Linked DNA regions of Sus scrofa: all the other regions are linked to region 5. The links are chromatin contacts, called in public Hi-C and HiChIP or PLAC-seq maps. All regions are on one chromosome and are shown on one strand. The core of a region is the stretch at or near the end of the contact, and the rest is flanking DNA. Distances in the headings are between cores, read along the strand shown.

Region 1 (2,700 bases), core at 153-2,652, 420 kb before region 5:
CAAATACCTGAACACTTTCTATGCGCCCTGGGGATTCAAAGATACCCTAGGAGCTGATGAAATCCTGCCACAAGTCAAAACACCCTACCATCCAGTCCACACCTGCCCCTCTTAAGTCTGTACAGTGGCACCACATTGCCCAAGATGCTCTCCTAGAAACAGGGCTCCATTCCCGCTGGATCTCCTTCCCCCTCCATCCTCACAGCCAGTTCACTGAGGCCATCAAGGCTCCCTCTTCACTGCATCAGCCACCTGCACAATTCTGTTATCTCTGCACCACCACCACCACCCAGGCCACAGCACCTCCTAGTTGAATGACGTAGGTGAGAGCAGGGCTCTGGAAACACACTGCCTGGTTTCTACCTGTACCATCTGGGCAGGTGCCTGTTTCTGCACCTGTACAATGGGGTAATAACAGCACCGACGGCACAGGGTTGCTGTGAGAGATGAAATCAGTGAATATTTGTACGAGACTTAGAAAAGCACCGGGCGCAAGGAGTTTTAATTTTTATTAAATGCTCCGTCTCTGACCCTCGTTCACTGTACGTTGCCTTTAACCAGGTTTCTTTTAAATTTTCAAAGGCAACGAATTTCTTTCGGACTTTGTAGATGCCATTCTCCTGGATTACTCCTCCCCTAGCTCACTCTTATACTTCAGGTCTGGGCTTAAATGTTGCTTCCTTAGAAAAGCCTGATTTGGCCCTGAAGTCCTTCTCAAAGCACGAAAGTCTTACTGCACAGACTTCATCACCGCAACTATATGCTGATTTTGAAACTCTATGATGCTTCTCTCCCCGTTTGAGGGCTGAGACGGTGATGTGTTCACCTCCGCGTTCCTAGGGCCCCGTCCTGCGCCCGTCGCACAGGTGTTCTAGAAATGTCTGGGGAACCTTTCAAGCCCTGACTCAAGTGCCCCCTCCTCCAGGGCACAGGCCCCTATCCCAGGAGCAGCACGTCCCGTCCCGTCCACTCCCAAACTCACCCAGCGCCGACTTGGGAACCTTTCCCTTGGCCGAGTTCCGCAGTTTCTGGGCCTGGGTCGCCTTTGCCTTCCGGGTCCGTTTCTTTGGAGCCTGGCTAGGCTTAGTCTGGCCTGGCGCGGCCTCGGGGGCTGTAACGGGCACAGAGAAAGGCACGGACCCGGGTCGGAGGGCGCTCAGGGCTCCCATCCCACCGAGGCTAAGCCCGGCCTGGATCGTTCCGCACCCCGCAAGCTCCATCCCCAGTCCCTCCCACCTTCCCTCCTCACCTTCGGGAACCCCCAAAAGCTCCAAGCCCCGCCGCAGCAAGGCCGCCGACATAATTGCACTTAGCCCCGCCCACACGCCTCAAGTACTTCCGCCCTGGACACCCCTGTTTTCTCGGCGGAAACCAGAGCGAGAACAGAAGGTTCCGCAGAGGAAGTGCGTTAGGACGCATGCGTTATACTTACCACTGGGCGGGAAGGGGGCGGGATATGGAGGTGGGGCCAACACACGAAGGACACATTTGTCGTCCAATCCCAATCCAACCAACCCTTTGCGAGCCAGGCCACACCTTCTCCAGGAAGCCGTCTACCCCTAGCCCAGCCCAGCAGAGTTTGGTAGGTTAAGCCTCTCGGTTCTGGCTGCTCCGTCAAGGGCGAGGCCGGGGGCAGGGCGGAGTGGTAATATTCTCAATTTTTATGAAAAAGGAGAATGCATTTTTTGAAGTATTTTTAAATGCAATTCAACCAGAGCAACGTATCGCACAGATAGAGTTCGCCTTAACGGCTGTCTTCTTTAAACCGGACATTAAAGGCATTTTCAAGAATGCAAAACATATAAGTGTTTTCCCACTATTTTGTTGTTTTGTAAAATACAGTTGATTTCATTAAAATATGTCACTTAGGGAATTTCCGTTGTGGCTCAGCGGTAATGAACCCGGATAGTATCCATGAGGACGCGGGTTTGATCCCTGGCTTCGCTCAGTGGATTAAGGATCCAGCATTGCCAGTGAAATGCGGTGTAGGCTGAAGACGCCACCTGGATCTGGCATTGCTGTGGCTGTGGTGTAGGCGGGCGACTACAGCTTTGATTGACCCCTAGCCTGGGAATTTCCATCTGCCCCGCGTGCGGCCCTAAAGAGACCCCCCCCCCAAAAAAAAACCCCAAAACAAAACAAAACAAAATTCTCTTATATTAATAAGTAGGCTTGTCATATTAAACCAATTAATAAATATTTTATAAATTCTCTGTTTTAGTTTCTTACATGGTAACTGTCGTTATGTATTTACACATAAAATAGCTCTTTGGGATTCTGAATTTTTCTAAGCATAAAGAAGTTCTTATACCAAATAATTTGAGAACGTCTGGCTTAGAAGTTCTTGCTGTGTGGAGGAATCCTGTCTGGTTCCCTGCTCCATCTGCAGATCCTGGCCTAGTACCTGGCATGCAGAAGACAATAAATGAGTGAGGAATGAGGACGAACCACTGAATTCATTGTACAAACATGTTCTGAGGGCCTCTTGCATACCTGACACTGTCGAGTGTAGGTCACAGAGATGACTCAGTTGGTCCTTTTTTTTTTTTAGGGCTGAGCCTGTGGCACATGGAGGTTCCCAGGCTAGAGGTCAAATCGGAGCTGTAGCTGCCAGTCTATGCCACAGCCACAGCAATGCCAGATCTGAGCCGTGTCTGTGACCCACAACACAGCTCATGGCAACGTCGGATCCTTAACCCA
Region 2 (2,700 bases), core at 108-2,607, 450 kb before region 5:
ATCTAAACTGAGTCCAGCTGGCTAATTTGAAATATAATTTTTTCACCATAAACAAATGGTCAGGTCGTGTTCCTCCTTAGCTCCAAATCTTCTGGTGGCTCCAGCCTCAGCATAGTCTCCCCTCCCCTGCCCCGAAAAGGACCTGCAGTCCTGCGTCTTCCCCAGTTCTTGCTCACTCACTCTACTCCCCTGGCACTGGTCCCCTCTCTTCTGCTCCTAGGACAGCTGAGCCTAAGGGCCCACCTGAGGGCCAACACCTGGAATGCTCCTCCCTCAGGTCCTACTCCAGGTTCCCTTATCAGACAGGCCTTCTGGCAACACTCCACATAAAAAGGCAACTCCTTTCCCTTCATCCTCTCATCCAGTAAGTTTCTCAAGTTTCTCCCGGTTCTTATCACCTCCTCTGACATCAGCCTCCACCAGAATCTGAGGACTTGATGTATTCTCTGCAGTGCCAGTGGCAGTGCTTGCAAAACAAGGATTTATGCAAGAATGAATGGAAGGGTGGGCAATTGTCCTGCCAGATGCCTTTTAATCCACACAAAAGCTGGGAGGGGTTAGGAAACTTGCCAGAGGGCAGGCAGCTGTCCTTAAGTGGTGGAACTGGGACTGGAACTGGAGCTGTCTGGGCTTGATTCCAAAGCCTGCCTGTTCCCCTCCCCTCCTAGACTATCCTTCCTCAGCCGGACACTGAACTAGGCTCTGGGGGGAAGGGGGTTTAGGGATTCCGTAAGGACATGGCTCCTGCCCTTAAATCTGGTGAGACAGAAACTAAAAAAACAGTGCCTAGCAAATAACAGGCGCCAATAACACGTTTTGTTAACTTAAGGAGTGAAGCCCTAGGTGGTCAGCAGACATTTCCGTGGAGCCCAAAGGAGACATTAATGTTGGATGAGAAAGGGGGCGGGAAAAGACTTCAACAGGGGACAGTTGAGGTGGTCCTTGAAAGGTAGGTCTTTGCCAGGGGAGCGGGAACGGCATGGAGGGTTGAAAAGAAGGCAATCTGAGAAAATGGAAGAGCTGTGAAAGCCACGATAGGGAATACTGTTAGTGTTAAAAGTCCCCCAGGAGCCCTCATGGTTCCAGCTCGAGATGGGCAGACAGTGCTGGGGCCTGGCCAGACCCCCCGGACAGACCACGGTGCTGGCAGCAGGGTGGGTGACTACCCCGCCCAGCTGCCTCCCCCAGCTTTCCCTGGCTCTGTTCCGCGGGACGACGACGCCTGGGACCGCCGCGTAGGCGAGGCCCTCAGCAGGCCGGACCCTCTGTGTTGTCACGTACGGAGGCGGGACTCAAGCTTGTGGGCGGAGCCGAGCTAGGGGGCGTGGCCCGACGTGGCTCTGGCCCCGCCCCGAGAGAGGCCTAGGCGGGGGAAACCGGAAGTCCTCCCGCCTCCCCCTGCCTCCAGGCTCTCTTCGATCCCTCCCCTCAGCTCCGTGCGCAAGGTCGTGTCCCGGAAGTGAAGGGGCCATGTTGGCGGGTGACCCCAGGAGAGGTACCGGGCGAGAGGCGAGACTCGAGGAGTGGTAGCGCGCGCGCGGCCCGCAGGTAAGTGAGGGGAGGAGTGAGGGCCAGGGCTGGGGGCTCGCCGCCTTTCCTCTCAGGGCCGCGGCCGGTGCTCCCTATCCGGCCCTGGCTACCGACCTGGCCGCCGGGGGTCTGGCCCTAGCCTGCCGGGCTTTCCCCCTGAGGCCTCTCGTTGGCCCCGCCCCAGCCTCCGGAGCCCTCCCGGGGGGGCCTGAGCCGGCCTGCCCCAGCCTCGGGGTCTTCCCTCTTCGGCTCGGTGCGAAGGCGGGGTCGGGGAAGAAACTGGGGACCCGCCGGGGCCCAGCCGCCCACTCGCCGCTCGACCTTGTAGTAACAGCTCTGGCGTGACAGTCGCTTCCTACTTCATAAAGCACTTTTCCTGTTGATTTCTGGACTTATCTCCTGCTGCGGGAGACCCTTAAGGGGGGCTGAGGGGTGCTCTTCTGCAGTTGAGGAAAAAGGGACGGGGATGGCTGCTAGCACTAGGCCGGAGGCTGATGGCTAGCTGGTTTGGGGCCCAAAGTCCAGACGTTTTTACCAAATGTTTCCCCCACTCCTTCTCGTTTCTGTATTTCAGAAACAAGGGTCATCATCATTTTTTTCCACAGAAGGACGTTTTGAGGGTTCCCTCTTTAGTATGTGCCAGGCCCTGTGCTGGGAAAGTTTGTAGAACACCTAGAAGTGCTGTGCACTTGGTAAGCTCCTAGCCAATGGTAGTAGCTGTCATTACAGAGGCAGGCAGAATTGGGGACACGCGTGCACCCCCTCTTTACAGCTGTGTGCCTGTGGGCAAGTTACTTCCCTCTGGGAGCATCAGTTTTCTCTACTTAAAATGGGGATACCGATGACACTGGTGGTGTGTTAGAACGGGATGAGTTGTCACGTGGGACCTGCTTAGCCCTCGCATGATATCTAGTAAACAGTAAGTGTTAAAGCTTGACGTGAACCCGGACCAGTTTGTAAGTTCCTCAACTTACATGTGATAAGGGATGACAAAGCACTTTACAAATGATAACCCCCTGCTGTTGTGTAAGGACTGACTGTGACAGTTTATGTGTAGCTCCATTGAATACAGATGAGAGTAGGTAACCCTAATAATAGCTGTCCCTGATAGACTGCTTAGTAGATGCCAAATGCTGTTCTAACCACATTCACATACATTCACTCATTTCA
Region 3 (2,760 bases), core at 13-2,512, 350 kb after region 5:
ATCCTTGGGGAGGGAAGGTGCCTTACCCTGGCCCGCTCCAAGCTCCTTCTCTGCTCATGAAATGCAGCTGGACTTTTCAAAGCTGTTGGGAAAAGAATCATAAAAGATTACTTTATAGTGAAGCATGATGTCTACTTCCAATTTACAGTGGAGAAGGCGTCTTAAATTCAAGTTGATTTTAGCAGGACTCAGCACCAGCTGAAGTGAGGAAGAAAACGGCACCTGAGCAAGCACACAGCTCGGTGCTTCAGCTCCCCCTCGAAACAGTTCGGTTACTTTGTTCCCAGTGGAGAGTCCCTGCCTAAGCCTGGGCTCCAGAAAGAGCACCCATGGAATAGAACTGTAACAGAATCCTCCATGAGCAGGCAACCCTCCAAGAAGGCCTGCCGGGCCTCCCTTTACTCTCAGGAAGATGGGGACACGGAGCAGGGCTGCAAGCGGCGTCCACCTGCTCTCCCTCTTCAATCTCATCAGGAATCGCAAAGCAACCAAACGGTCTGAATGGGGCAATTAAACCAAAAAGACACACGTCTGCTTGGGTGCCATTTCCTTCTTCAGCTCAGCTGATATTAATAGTGCTGCTAAAATTAACCTGAATTTCACCTTGAAGGACTAAAAGAACTTCACAGGGACTCTATGGTTAACCCTGGTGCACACACCCAGTGCTGACCAGAAGGGCTCCCTGCAGCCCCCGCCCAAGACTCAGCTCTGTTCTGGGGCCGCAGTTCTCGACTCAGTAAACAGCACCGAGGTGGAGAGATCAAAGCAGAACCCTCTAAGGATGCAGCATCACGAAGAGAGCTTGTGTTAAAACTCAGCAGGACACCCTGAGGATGAGAGGGTAAGGGCCTGATTCACTTCAAGCAGGGAACAGCAGTAAGGAGGAATTTATAAGATCATGGTCAGTTTCACTTCTGCTGCTTGAGAATTTCAGAGCAGCTGTGAAACTGTGGGGAGATAATTTTGCGGGGCTGCCGGCTGTGGTAGGAGTGCAGGGTAAGGAGACGCTATAAGTAGCATTGAGCACAGATAGGGCCCTATCCTGCCGGGGCCTCTGTGCTTCCTCCCCCAGCCCGCCCCGAGGGCTGGGCCTTACCAGGAGCAGTCTCACAAGAAAGCTCCAAATGTCCTGCAGTACTTTTTTTTTTAAACGTTTCGGGGTTTTTAGAACTTAGGGTAAAAAAACAATCATTTTAAAAGATCAGTTGAGAGCACCCCACCTTCTAACAGCAGGGGGAGCTCTAGATCTAAGAAATAATCTAAGGAAAACCAGCACCAGCTCCCTCCCCAGCCTACCAGAGCATTCCAAAGCACTACCCAGGCCAACCCAGCTCTAATCTGAAGGTCCTGGCCTCTCAGTGGGTAAGCAGACAGCCCCTGCACCTGCTTCTACTGAGTAGAGCTGGTTCAACTCCAAAATCGGTCTCCAAAAGCCCTGATATGCAGGGTGTGATGAACCAGCAGGGAATGAACAGGCAGCTTTGCTCTCAGAGAGTGGGAATGAGACTAAGAATCAGAGCCAACTCAGTGTCTGCCCCACCCCCACCCCCAGCCGCCCTTCTGCCTTATTTTTCTGCATAGCTCATACCATCTCACACTCTCTACGGTCATACTACAGATCTTTCTTATTTGGTTACATCTGAATAAGCTTGCTCCATCAGGGCACGGCCGGGTTTTGTCTACTTCTTTCCTTTCTGACAGACCCCCAAAGCCGAAAGTACCCAGCACGTAATTCATTCAATGAATTAATGAATATTCTATAAGGGACACAAAATGTACACTACTGACAGGAAAACTAGAGGATTCTGTGAGCTCTAAACGTCCATTTGAACTGCCAGAATTAGGCTCTCATCTGGGTCCAAAACGTCACAGAGGTCCCAGAGGGAGCATCAAGACCCCTGGGTTCTCGTCCTGGGCTCTGCCAGTCACCGCTGGCGTGACTCAGGGTAGGACCACTTTCTGGGTCTCATGTTCTTCTTCTGCAGAGTGAGCATTTGCTCCCTCCTGGGACTCTTCTGAGAATGAAAGCGCTCTGAAGCCGGCGGTGCTCACCAATGCATTTACTGCTGCTGTCATCAGACGCGGCAACGCGGTTGGGCCCTGGGCTAGATTCCCACACAGGCCGGCTGGTTTAGGCACCACAGCCACAGATTAGCTGACTAAAACACCAGCCAGCTTGCGGCCTCAACAACCTGCACTGGCTGTCCCAAGGAGGAAGGCACAGACCCAGTGTCTAGAAAAACAACTCCCGAAGCACAGAATTTCCTGATGGAAGGGGAGTGCATCATCCTCCTGTACGACAGGGGTGCCGCACCACGAATGGGACAAGTGACAGGTGGACTAGCTGTCGAGGATGTGACTTCCTCCTTGGCTGCACCGAGTTAAGGAACTTTTCATGTAATAGCGAGGAAGTCTGCTTCTATGGACGACACCATTCTTGATACTTTAAACGTGCTGTCTACTTGAATATTCCTAGTGATGCTGTGTGGCGGGTTATACCCCACTTTACAGATGGGGACAGGTTCAGAAAGGGTAGGAAAGGCAGCAAGTGGCAGAGTTAGGATCACAACCTAATTCCCTCTCATGCCCAAGTCGGAGTTTTTTCCTTCCTCTTGGTCGGTTTCTTCACCTCTTCAAAAAGTGGATAAGAATGACCTTATGGGGAGACAAGAAGGCTTCAAGTACACACACTGCTGAGACGCAGGGCTGAGGGCAGGCGCTGTGGGAAGGCCAGCTCGACCACAGCACTGAGCACAGACA
Region 4 (3,015 bases), core at 343-2,842, 270 kb after region 5:
GAGAACACTGCAGGGGGGGGGTCCATAGGTTTTTTGAGTAAACTGGAAAAAATTAAAGCAGAAAGGAAAGGTGACAGGAAAAGAAGTTATTGTCAAAGACAAGTTCTTGGAAGTCTTGAGATCTAATCAACCACTTTTAATGTCCCTGAAGCATTATGGTTCCTGGAAAAGGGGCTGCTCACCTCAGCAAATAAGCTGAGAATTCAAAATGAGACACTCAGAAACAGGTAATTTCTAAGGAGCATAGGACCTGCTACTATAGCACAAAGGAAAGGGTACCTTTGGATCTGTGAAGAACCAGGAGCCTGGAGCTTATCCCGTCACCTAATTCCTTGCTTTTGCCCTTCTATGGGAGAAGAAAAGACGCTCAGCCTGCCTGCCCATGCCTTCCTTTTGCCATCTGCAACATGGGGATCATAAAAATGGCTAGCATTTACTTAGTGCTCTGCTTTGGAGAGGAGTGTATGTATCATTTCATTAAAAAAATAACTGAGCAACTCAGGATCCTCACATGGATTAAACAAGATCACTTGCGGAGCTGCCGCTGTAGCACGCTGGATTAAGGTACAGCGTTGCGGCAGTGCCGCTGGGATTCCATCTCTGGCCTGGGAACTTCCGCATGCCTGGCAGGTGTGGCAAACAAACAAAAGAACAAGATCACTTGTGTAAAGCACTCAGGACAGTGACATACCTAGTGAGATCTCCATAAACCTTAGCGGGGTTTTATCATTGCCCAACCAGAAAGAAGAGTAGGACTGTCAGGGAACATTTTCTGGACTGGACCTTGAGGAAGAGGTAGTGACAGAGGTGTTCCAGGACGGAGGAGGCGGGGTTGGGATGCCCTCACCAAGCGTTAGGTGGGACCCCACACGATGTGTGCTGGGACCTTTGCAGCACGATGGCTTGGAGTGCAGGATCTGAAGTCGGGAGGCTTCACTTAGTTGGGTGGCCCTCAGCAAGTCATCAACGTCTGAGGCTCAGTTTCAGCGCTTACTGAAATCCGCTTTTACCGCTGTTTCGTCCAAGGGGCTCACTTGGAACTCAATAAATGCCGATTTCTTTCGGGCATCTTCATTCCTCAGAACTGCGCGCGGCGCCTGGCAAACGCGGGGGAAGGGTAGGCGGCAATAATAAACAATAGCAAACACACAGAGGGCTTTCTAAGTGTCCCAGACATAGATACCGATACCCAATCCTCTCAGCAATCTTTTTTTTTCCCCCCTGTCTTTTTAGGGCCGCGTCTGCGGCATATGGAAGTTCCCGGGTAGGGGTCGAATCTGAGCTGCCAGACAAGACCACAGCCACAGCAACACTCAGCAATTTAAAGGCGAGTCTTTTCAGATGGAAAAGCTGAGACGCAGAACTGCGAAATAACTTATGAAGCGCTAATCACTGTTCCTTGTAAACGAAGAAAAAAATCCTTAACCCTCAGCCGCGGGCTCAGCGGCTCGCGGAAACCCTCCACAACCTTGAGGGCTGCGGCCACCCGGAGCCCCGGGACCTGGACCAAGTGGAGGAAGCCCCGCCCCCCAAGCAGGGAAGTCCCGCCTCTGACTTCCGCTTCCGCTGTGGCTGGTCCTGTCCCTTCTAGCAGGGTCGTGTGTTCGGGATGGCGGCGGGAGGTGACCATGGCGGGCACGACAGCTACCGCTCGCCGCTTGCCTCCCGCTATGCCAGCCCGGAGATGTGCTTCGTGTTTAGCGACAGGTACAAATTCCGGACCTGGCGGCAACTCTGGCTGTGGCTGGCGGAGGCTGAGCAGGTAACGCGCCCGGTGCTGAGAGGCGGGCCCGCCCCTGCGCGTGCCGGGCTCTGCGCCCGGTGTGGGCTGAGCAGCCTGAGACAGCTGCCCCGCTGTTTTCCGCCGGGTGTTCTCTTTCCAGAGGAGCTGCGGCCCCGGGAAGGCCAGGGCGAAAGGCCCTCGCGCCGCACCTGTACGTGTTTATAATCGTCAAGGGTTGGAGACGCACAGGGGGCGGCGAGAAGTTCAGTTTTCTGTTTCAGGGAGTAAATCGTGGCCATTCCCGCGGGAGTACACTCCTGAGCGCTTGTTACGGGCCCCTGTGCTCATTTGTGTACACGTCTTTTCCCTGTTAACGAATAAAGACTTTGCAAACTAGGTGGTGTTTTCCCACATATAGGAGAGAAGACCAAGCCTCTATGATAATCCAGCTCATAATTTGCTCCTTAACAGCAATAGAGAAACCCAAATGTGATCCTGTGTTCCGTGCGAAACCTGAGCGCTTGGCCACTTCGTCTTCCACAATGCCTCAGTGTGGACGGAGACCAGGATCAGCTACAGAATCCATGTTTCCTAGGCCACCATTAACGCTTCACTCGCTGCCCTTTGCCCCTGGGGAGGAAAAATCGGAGGAGGGGTTATTAGACGAGATTTAATATTTGGTTTCTCTTAAAAGTGCTGCTCAGTAGACTTACTCAGCCCAACAGTTTCAAAAATAGCTCCAGACGGGCCTGCCCAAAGGAGCTGAAGGAATGAGAAGGTGATCCAAGAGCTATAAGGTTTCAGAGGAAAATGCTAGGACGAGCAAGATGGCAGTACCCTACCAGACAACAGTTAGTAAACCAGAAGCAATCTGAGTATATGCCTGAGACCGAGGTACTTGGTCTCCCAACAGGAAACTTTCTTCCTAGGTTTTCCCCACTTCCTGTCACTGTGCTCAAAAAAATAAAGTAGTACCTAATACTAGCAGACATTGCTACAGCATCTCCTGTGTGTGCTCCATAGTTTGAAAACCTTAACTGTTAATAGTTTCCCAATCCTCAGAACAACTGTTTATAAGAAGTACTGTTATTCCAGTTTCACTGATGATAGAATGGAGTTACAGAGAGATTTCATAAAACTCTAGGCTCAGATAAACAATAAGAGCTACAGATGAGGATGTGAACAGCGTATACTCTAGCTTCTGTTTTCTGTTCTATCCCTGTGGATGAGGGTGGTAGCACTCCACGTTTCAAGTTGGCATTGAAATATAGTCTGGGAGTTCCCGTCGTGGC
Region 5 (3,057 bases), core at 168-2,667:
GCAATGACAACCTGTTCACAGCCTCAGTCCCCAACAATGTCACCTCTACAAGCTGACTGAGGAGCTTAGGTTCTGAATGAAATGTTTTGACGATGTTGGGTTGGCTGATGGGTACAATTCTAGGCTAAGGTAAAGGCACTAAAAGCGAAAAGAGCTAAGGCAATGGAGTCAAACAGACCTGGGACCAAATGCCGGTCTACTACTTCCCACCTAGGTGACCTTGGGCAAATATCCCAGCCGCTCTGGAGCCCTGGTTTCCTATCGGTAAAATTTAGAATATAAAACTCACGGGTTTAACCAATAGTCCCTGTAAAGATCTCTGCATAGTTGGCACAAAGTAGGCACGCAATAAATAGCAGTCGTTATTACAGTCAACTACAGGCCAAACGACCAGAGTCATCTAAACTCCCTAGCAAACAACCGTAGCAAAACGAATCCAGATCTGACCGACGCGCCTTTTAGCCCAATAAGGTACCAGGAAAGAACTCGGTGGAGACAAACCAATGGCACTAGCTCTTGTTGTTGGACGGGCTCTCTTGCCGTCCCACCAATAGTTTGAGGATTTGACCAGGGAGTGACATTCCAACAGTCCAATGACGTACAACCAGCCCACACTCAGCACTTCGGAGGGGATAAATCAAGGAGCCGGGACGTATAGATTCCGTTATTAGGCAGTAGTGGATAGAGAGAGGACCTTAGGGGAAACAGCGCGAGGCCGAGGCACTAATGAGCAAATAAAAGAAAAAAGGCGATGGTTGCGCCAAGTGAGCTCGGCCGCCATCATGCTCTAGTTTCCCCTTCGCCTCTCCCAGTCCGCAACGGAGGAAGCGGCCTCTGGGATGCTGAGGGGGTGTGTCCCCTAATGATTGGCGCAGGCAGCGTAGCCAATCCTAGCTCGTCAAACGGAACGCACTTAACCAATGAGGGGCGACGGCAGCGGCGAGGAATTGGAGGGGCGGAACAGCAGCTTGACGGGCATAGAAGGCAGCCAGTGACGGCCGGCAGCATCCTTCCTGCGGCCAATGGAATGGGGCTCTGGGCGGGCCCCCGAGTGTTTGTGTTGTGGTTTTGGGGGAGGGAGGCGGAGGGGAAAGTTTGTTTATTTTGTTTTTAGTTTCTGGGGTCCCCGTGTTTCTCGGAGGTGAAGCGGGAGGGAGTGACTCCCCCCCGAGCCCCTCAGTCTCCCTACTACGTCGCCTCCATAGCCTGCGGAGAAGCGGGGACCGCGCGCCTCGCAGCGCATCGCCTCACAGCGGAACGCCGCGCACTCGGAGCGGGCACGGCTCGGCGGTGAGTGAGGACCGACGGCCACTGCTGTCCTTCCCCTCCCCCGCTCACCGCCCAGTCAGAGTCGGGCGGCCGGGTGGGTGAGGACGCCCGCGGGAGCGCGCCGCGCGGGGCCGGCCTGTCAAGCTGAGGCGCAGCGTGTGCATGTCCTCGCGAGTGAGCGCGCGCGGCGGGGAGAGGGCCGGGAGGGGCGTGAGCGCGCGCGCGGGGCAGGCGGGGGCGGCGGCGTTGGGCGCGCGCTCCGTGGGGCGGGCGTCTGGTGGGTTTGACCCCAGGGCGGGGAGGGACGCGGTCGACGTCCGCGCGCGGGGAAGGGGCGCTGGGAATGGAAGGGCCGGGCGGGCGCGCACGCGCGGCTCTGGGCGTCACGCGCCGGCAGGTGTGAGCTGGGGGAGGGCTTCCGGGTGGGCTGGTCGATCGAGTTCGCTTCTCGTCGCCGGGGGACCTCGGGGCGGGGAGGGGTCCCGGTAGTGGCAAAGAGCCGAGGCCCGCGGAGGCGCGTCGGGGCCCCTGCCAGGCAGTGGCAGAGGGAGGCGGCAGGCCTCAGCCTCTCGGTCCCCACCTGTGTGCAAGACCTGCGTGACGGAGCGAATGCGTTCCCCTGCTCATCCCGGACCGGGGGATCCCGCCCCCATCCCTCACCCCAGAGCCCTGAGTGTGGCCACCTTCCAGAGGCGATTCACTCTCCACGGGGAAAGGAGGGGACTGGCAGAGGACGTTCAGCCCGAGGTGTTTTCTGCTGTCCCCTGGTCCTGCGCCCTGTGGCTTCAAACTAGCCGGTTTCCACAGTGGGCTTAAATACACTGTAGAGGCTGAAGACAGCCAGTAGCCTCTAGTCGGGCACTTTAAGGACCAACCTATCCTCATATCTTTGAGCACAGAATACTATCTGGGTCTTTTCAGGCTCCTTGCTTTCTCATGTATCTTTGTATCTTTTGGCTGTTTTATTACTTTTTAGCATCTGCGCTAGAGATTGAGTGAGAGATAAGGTGAATTTCAAGTTGCTCCTTTGTATTGCAGTATAAGCAGCATCATACAACAGAATTGGCCAGAGATGTTTCTCCATAGTAAGTGAATAAAATGTCATTAATTTTGCCCCCCCCCAGCAGTTAAGCAAACAAATGTTTTGATACCTCATATCTTGTATTTTGTGAAAGTTTAACAATAGAAGCTATTTACTTCTTACTTGCAGGGAATTTCAGTAGAATGATAGTTTCCTATTGATTTGGAGAAGCATCTTGGCTTTGAAACTTTGTTTATTCTTTTGGTGATGTTATGTAAATGTCTGTTAAAAAGCAGAACTTACAGCACCTTGGCACCTCTACAGTGTGCAGTATCCTTGTAGGTAGGTAGTGGAGATGTGAATGTAGTAGGTTGCTACGCTAAGGCTAGAATCCGGAGTACAAATCAGACCGGCTTGTTTCACGTGGGATGCAGTGATGATGATAATGATGGCTTTATAGTTTCTTAGTTCTTAACTGGTTTTTTGTTCGTTTTTTGGCCGTGCCTGTGCCGGAGGGATGTGGAAGTTCCTGGGCCAGAGATCAAACCTGTGCCATGCTGCTGGAGCGTCCCTAGCCGCTGCAATGACAATGCTGGATCCTTAACTTACTACACCGCAAGGAAGCTCCGGTTCATGACTGTTTTTAAGTGCTCATCCTAAACATCATTATTTGAACAGAATAGTTTCCAATAGGACTTGAGCAGAAGAAATCCCCAAGCTGCTTTTCTAAGGTAGCACATAAATGTCATGCCCTTGGGGAGAAAATT
Region 6 (2,755 bases), core at 1-2,500, 290 kb after region 5:
TAAAATTCACCCTGTTGGAGTTCCCGTCATGGCTCAGTGGTTAACAAATATGACTAGGAACCATGAGGTTGCAGGTTTGATCCCTGGCCTCGCTCAGTGGGTTAAGGATCCAGCGTTGTGGTGAGCTGTGGTGTAGGTCGCAGATGTGGCTCAGTTCCCGCATTGCTGTGGCTCTGACATAGGCCGTTGGCTACAGCTCTGATTCGACCCCTAGCCTGGGAACCTCCATATGCTGTGGGTGCAGCCCTAGAAAAGACAAAAAAGGAAAAAAAAATCACCCTGCTTTTGCCACAGAGTTATGAATAACATGAAAGTGTTTTGTAAAGTGAGCATAATACAATGAGGTCAAGGTTAAGAATGCCTTGTGTTTTGTAGGCTTTACCTATGGTTCCCATTAATTCACTGCATCATAACCACGTTGGAACACATTAGGAACATGAGCTTAGGTTATAAGCAGCTCCAAAACTAAATGTAGTGTGTCTTTTCAGAGTAGTGTGAAAGTTCTAGAAGAATATTCCGGTAATCCTAGTGTAGTTTTCGGTGATCTTTCAAAACTTTTTAAAACTAGAGCCTGATGTCGACTGGGATCTGAATATAAAATGGTGATGGGTCCCACCACCTTCGCAGGATGTTCATTCTTACTGTAACATTTTCTCACAGCATCTACTTCTCGCAACAAGCCTAAATTCACATTCTCATTTTAAGGGCGAGCTAGATGTTCGCTGGTTTGATTGATTGAATTGCAGGCCTCTGACTACACCCACTCACTGCATTATGCCCGAAGAGTGAATTTCTTCGGTATGACCTCAACCAATTTGTCCTAATTTGTGGCTCCTTCCAAAGCTTGTGAGTTGTCTAAGAGCGGATCAGGCTGGTCTAGGACTAGTTTGTACACCGGTAAAGAAGGCACTTAAATATTTAGCAAATTAATGTCAAGTAAACCCATCCTTCCTGGAGCCCTGCTGTGTCTTTTCCCCACCATGACCACTGGTCCACCCCATATTCCCCAACTCCTCGGGGTGCAGTGCAGACGAGAGGCCAAGTGGGCATCACTCGGCCGAAACTGGGCTTCGAAAGTCGCCTGTTACTCCCTGCCCCTCACTCACTGGTGGACCCGGGCTCAGCTTCGGAAAGAAGCTGGTGTGCTGGGTTCAGAGGCGCGCAAACCCCCGCCGCCTCCGGCCCGCGGACCCGAAAGACCACAGCCCCCGGCATGCCCCGCGGCTGCTCCGCTCCGCCCGGCCCCGCGCGCGTGCGCGATGGGGCCACCGAGCGCTGACAGGGGCGGAGCTGCGAACCCAAGCAGGGTTGGCACCTTCGTGGCGGCGACGCGCGGCGGCGCGGCAGCTGGACATCCCCCGCGGGCAGGTGAGTGCGGAGCGAGAGGTTGGCCGAGACGCGCTGGGTTTGCGGGCCCGGCGCCCACACGTGCCCCTCCGGTGGGGACGCAGCGGGCTGCGGACAGACCGGCTGACCCACGGACTGGCGGACGCCTGACGCGCCGAGGGGCCCGAGGAGCAGGGAGGCACCGCCGCCGGCCGACAGGGCCTTGCTCGTGCTGCGCAGGGGGTGGGGGTCCGGGCCAGCGGCGGCCAGGCGCGGGCTCCCGAGGTCCCCTGTGGGGGACAGGCGGCGGGGCGCAGGCGGCGCTCGGACCCGGTGCCCCCTCATCCCGCTCGGGCGGGGGTGGCCTCCGAGGGCGAGACCCTCAGCTGGCCGGGCGGGAGGTGGGGACCCCCGGCTCCCGAGCATAAGTGTCCCGGGGGCTCGAGCCCCCATATGTCCCGCTCCCGCAGCTGGGAGCAGTTTAGAGACACCGCATCTGAAGCCGGGGACCCTTTTGTTTTGTTTTTTGTTTTTTTAAAGGACATCTGCCTAATACTAACAGCAGCAAAGTCTTCCTCAGGTTTGACTAACTTTACGTTGGAGATTCGGGTCTGGGGTCGAAACACAGGCTCAGCTTCAGGCCAGACTCGGAACACGCTGTAGAACATTGAGGAAATTGAGGCCAGTGTGCTTATGATTGGAATTTTGAACGTTACTCTCATACATAGTTTAATGATCTAAGATGTTTTGCATTTTGAGGCGGGTCGGGGGGAGATGATTTAAAGTTTCTTTTCAGGGATGAGTGGCTGTATCGCATCGAGTTTTCCAGTCTTGGGCTGCATTTTTGATCTGTGGTGGTTGACTGGCTGTTTTGTGTTTGCTTTTTGGTGAGACATTTAGGGGTGTCTAGAATATTCTTTACCTTTCTTTAATTATACTTTCTTGGTAAATTCAAGTTCCTAATGAGACTCTGTTTCACAAAAACTGAGTTTTCAACCTCATGTTTATTTGTAGCTTTTGTGATTGTGATTAGGTTTGTGGATACACATGTATTTCCTTCTAATTTTCCTCATCTCTTTTCCTTATCTTCCAGTTCTCTCTGAACTCTAAACAACAGAGTTATAGCTTGTTTTACATGTTTGTTTCTGTTCTCCATAATTAGTTGGTAATTGATTCTAATAAAAGCTGACATCTTTCCTGTCTTTTGATAATAATCCCAGTTGCCTGTAGCCTTATCATCATTAACTGTTACACTAGCCAGGGTTGAGCCCTCTTCTCTATCCCATTTTAAGGATGGAGGTGTGTGATCTGGGAGAAAGGGCTGGGTGTGAGCTGTTTCTCTTGACCTCATATAGGTAACAGGTGAACACAGCCCATGAGCATTCACTTTAAAAGGCTGGGAACGAAAATTGTTTAAATACTACTCTTG

What was found. Hi-C and Micro-C count contacts between places; a contact is called where the count stands out from the background. HiChIP or PLAC-seq counts read pairs in DNA pulled down with a chosen protein or histone mark.
Region 1: an H3K27ac HiChIP or PLAC-seq map of alveolar macrophages shows a contact between it and region 5. The contact joins the promoter of RPS19BP1 here to the promoter of TNRC6B in region 5. A contact is called at or near these places in 5 of 5 promoter capture datasets (fetal liver, fetal skeletal muscle, liver and 1 more), 33 of 47 Hi-C or Micro-C datasets (adipose tissue, alveolar macrophages, blood and 17 more) and 2 of 2 datasets of contacts at active chromatin or transcription factors (alveolar macrophages and skeletal muscle).
Region 2: a contact with region 5 is called in an H3K27ac HiChIP or PLAC-seq map of alveolar macrophages. The contact joins the promoter of MIEF1 here to the promoter of TNRC6B in region 5. A contact is called at or near these places in 1 of 47 Hi-C or Micro-C datasets (liver) and 2 of 2 datasets of contacts at active chromatin or transcription factors (alveolar macrophages and skeletal muscle).
Region 3: a contact with region 5 is called in a Hi-C map of skeletal muscle, with 4 times the contacts expected there. The contact joins the enhancer-like site here to the promoter of TNRC6B in region 5. A contact is called at or near these places in 2 of 47 Hi-C or Micro-C datasets (alveolar macrophages and skeletal muscle) and 2 of 2 datasets of contacts at active chromatin or transcription factors (alveolar macrophages and skeletal muscle).
Region 4: a Hi-C map of embryonic fibroblasts shows a contact between it and region 5, with 3 times the contacts expected there. The contact joins the promoter of ADSL here to the promoter of TNRC6B in region 5. A contact is called at or near these places in 3 of 5 promoter capture datasets (fetal liver, fetal skeletal muscle and liver), 12 of 47 Hi-C or Micro-C datasets (embryonic fibroblasts, fetal heart ventricle, fetal skeletal muscle and 5 more) and 2 of 2 datasets of contacts at active chromatin or transcription factors (alveolar macrophages and skeletal muscle).
Region 6: an H3K27ac HiChIP or PLAC-seq map of alveolar macrophages shows a contact between it and region 5. The contact joins the promoter of SGSM3 here to the promoter of TNRC6B in region 5. A contact is called at or near these places in 2 of 5 promoter capture datasets (fetal liver and liver) and 1 of 2 datasets of contacts at active chromatin or transcription factors (alveolar macrophages).

What each region holds. Positions count from the first base shown.
Region 1 is chr5:8,734,065-8,736,764 of Sscrofa11.1, reverse strand. RPS19BP1 (active regulator of SIRT1) reads right to left here and starts at 1,402. Exons shown (of 4, transcript XM_003126008.4): 1 at 1,250-1,402; 2 at 983-1,111. The coding sequence starts at 1,301.
Region 2 is chr5:8,760,744-8,763,443 of Sscrofa11.1, reverse strand. MIEF1 (mitochondrial dynamics protein MID51) reads left to right here and starts at 1,357. Exons shown (of 6, transcript XM_001929366.6): 1 at 1,357-1,548.
Region 3 is chr5:7,954,808-7,957,567 of Sscrofa11.1, reverse strand. MKL1 (MKL/myocardin-like protein 1) reads right to left here. Exons shown (of 16, transcript XM_021092835.1): 6 at 27-82. Among named protein-coding and RNA genes, the nearest start is that of SGSM3, 62 kb to the left of the region's middle. Within about 2 kb of position 1,262, at least 43 of the 83 cell types and tissues checked have an H3K27ac peak or open chromatin away from gene starts, as enhancers often do. A contact at or near this core is called in alveolar macrophages and skeletal muscle, where this site is marked.
Region 4 is chr5:8,044,057-8,047,071 of Sscrofa11.1, reverse strand. ADSL (adenylosuccinate lyase) reads left to right here and starts at 1,592. Exons shown (of 13, transcript NM_001130733.1): 1 at 1,592-1,762. The coding sequence starts at 1,610. It overlaps LOC106507467 (a long non-coding RNA gene), which reads right to left and starts at 1,529. Exons shown (of 2, transcript XR_001303476.2): 1 at 692-1,529.
Region 5 is chr5:8,309,424-8,312,480 of Sscrofa11.1, reverse strand. It overlaps TNRC6B (trinucleotide repeat-containing gene 6B protein), which reads left to right and starts at 1,417. Exons shown (of 26, transcript XM_021092847.1): 1 at 1,417-1,443. The coding sequence starts at 1,432. It overlaps LOC102162756 (a long non-coding RNA gene), which reads right to left and starts at 516. Exons shown (of 2, transcript XR_001305237.2): 1 at 290-516.
Region 6 is chr5:8,016,277-8,019,031 of Sscrofa11.1, reverse strand. SGSM3 (small G protein signaling modulator 3) reads left to right here and starts at 1,250. Exons shown (of 21, transcript XR_002344287.1): 1 at 1,250-1,368.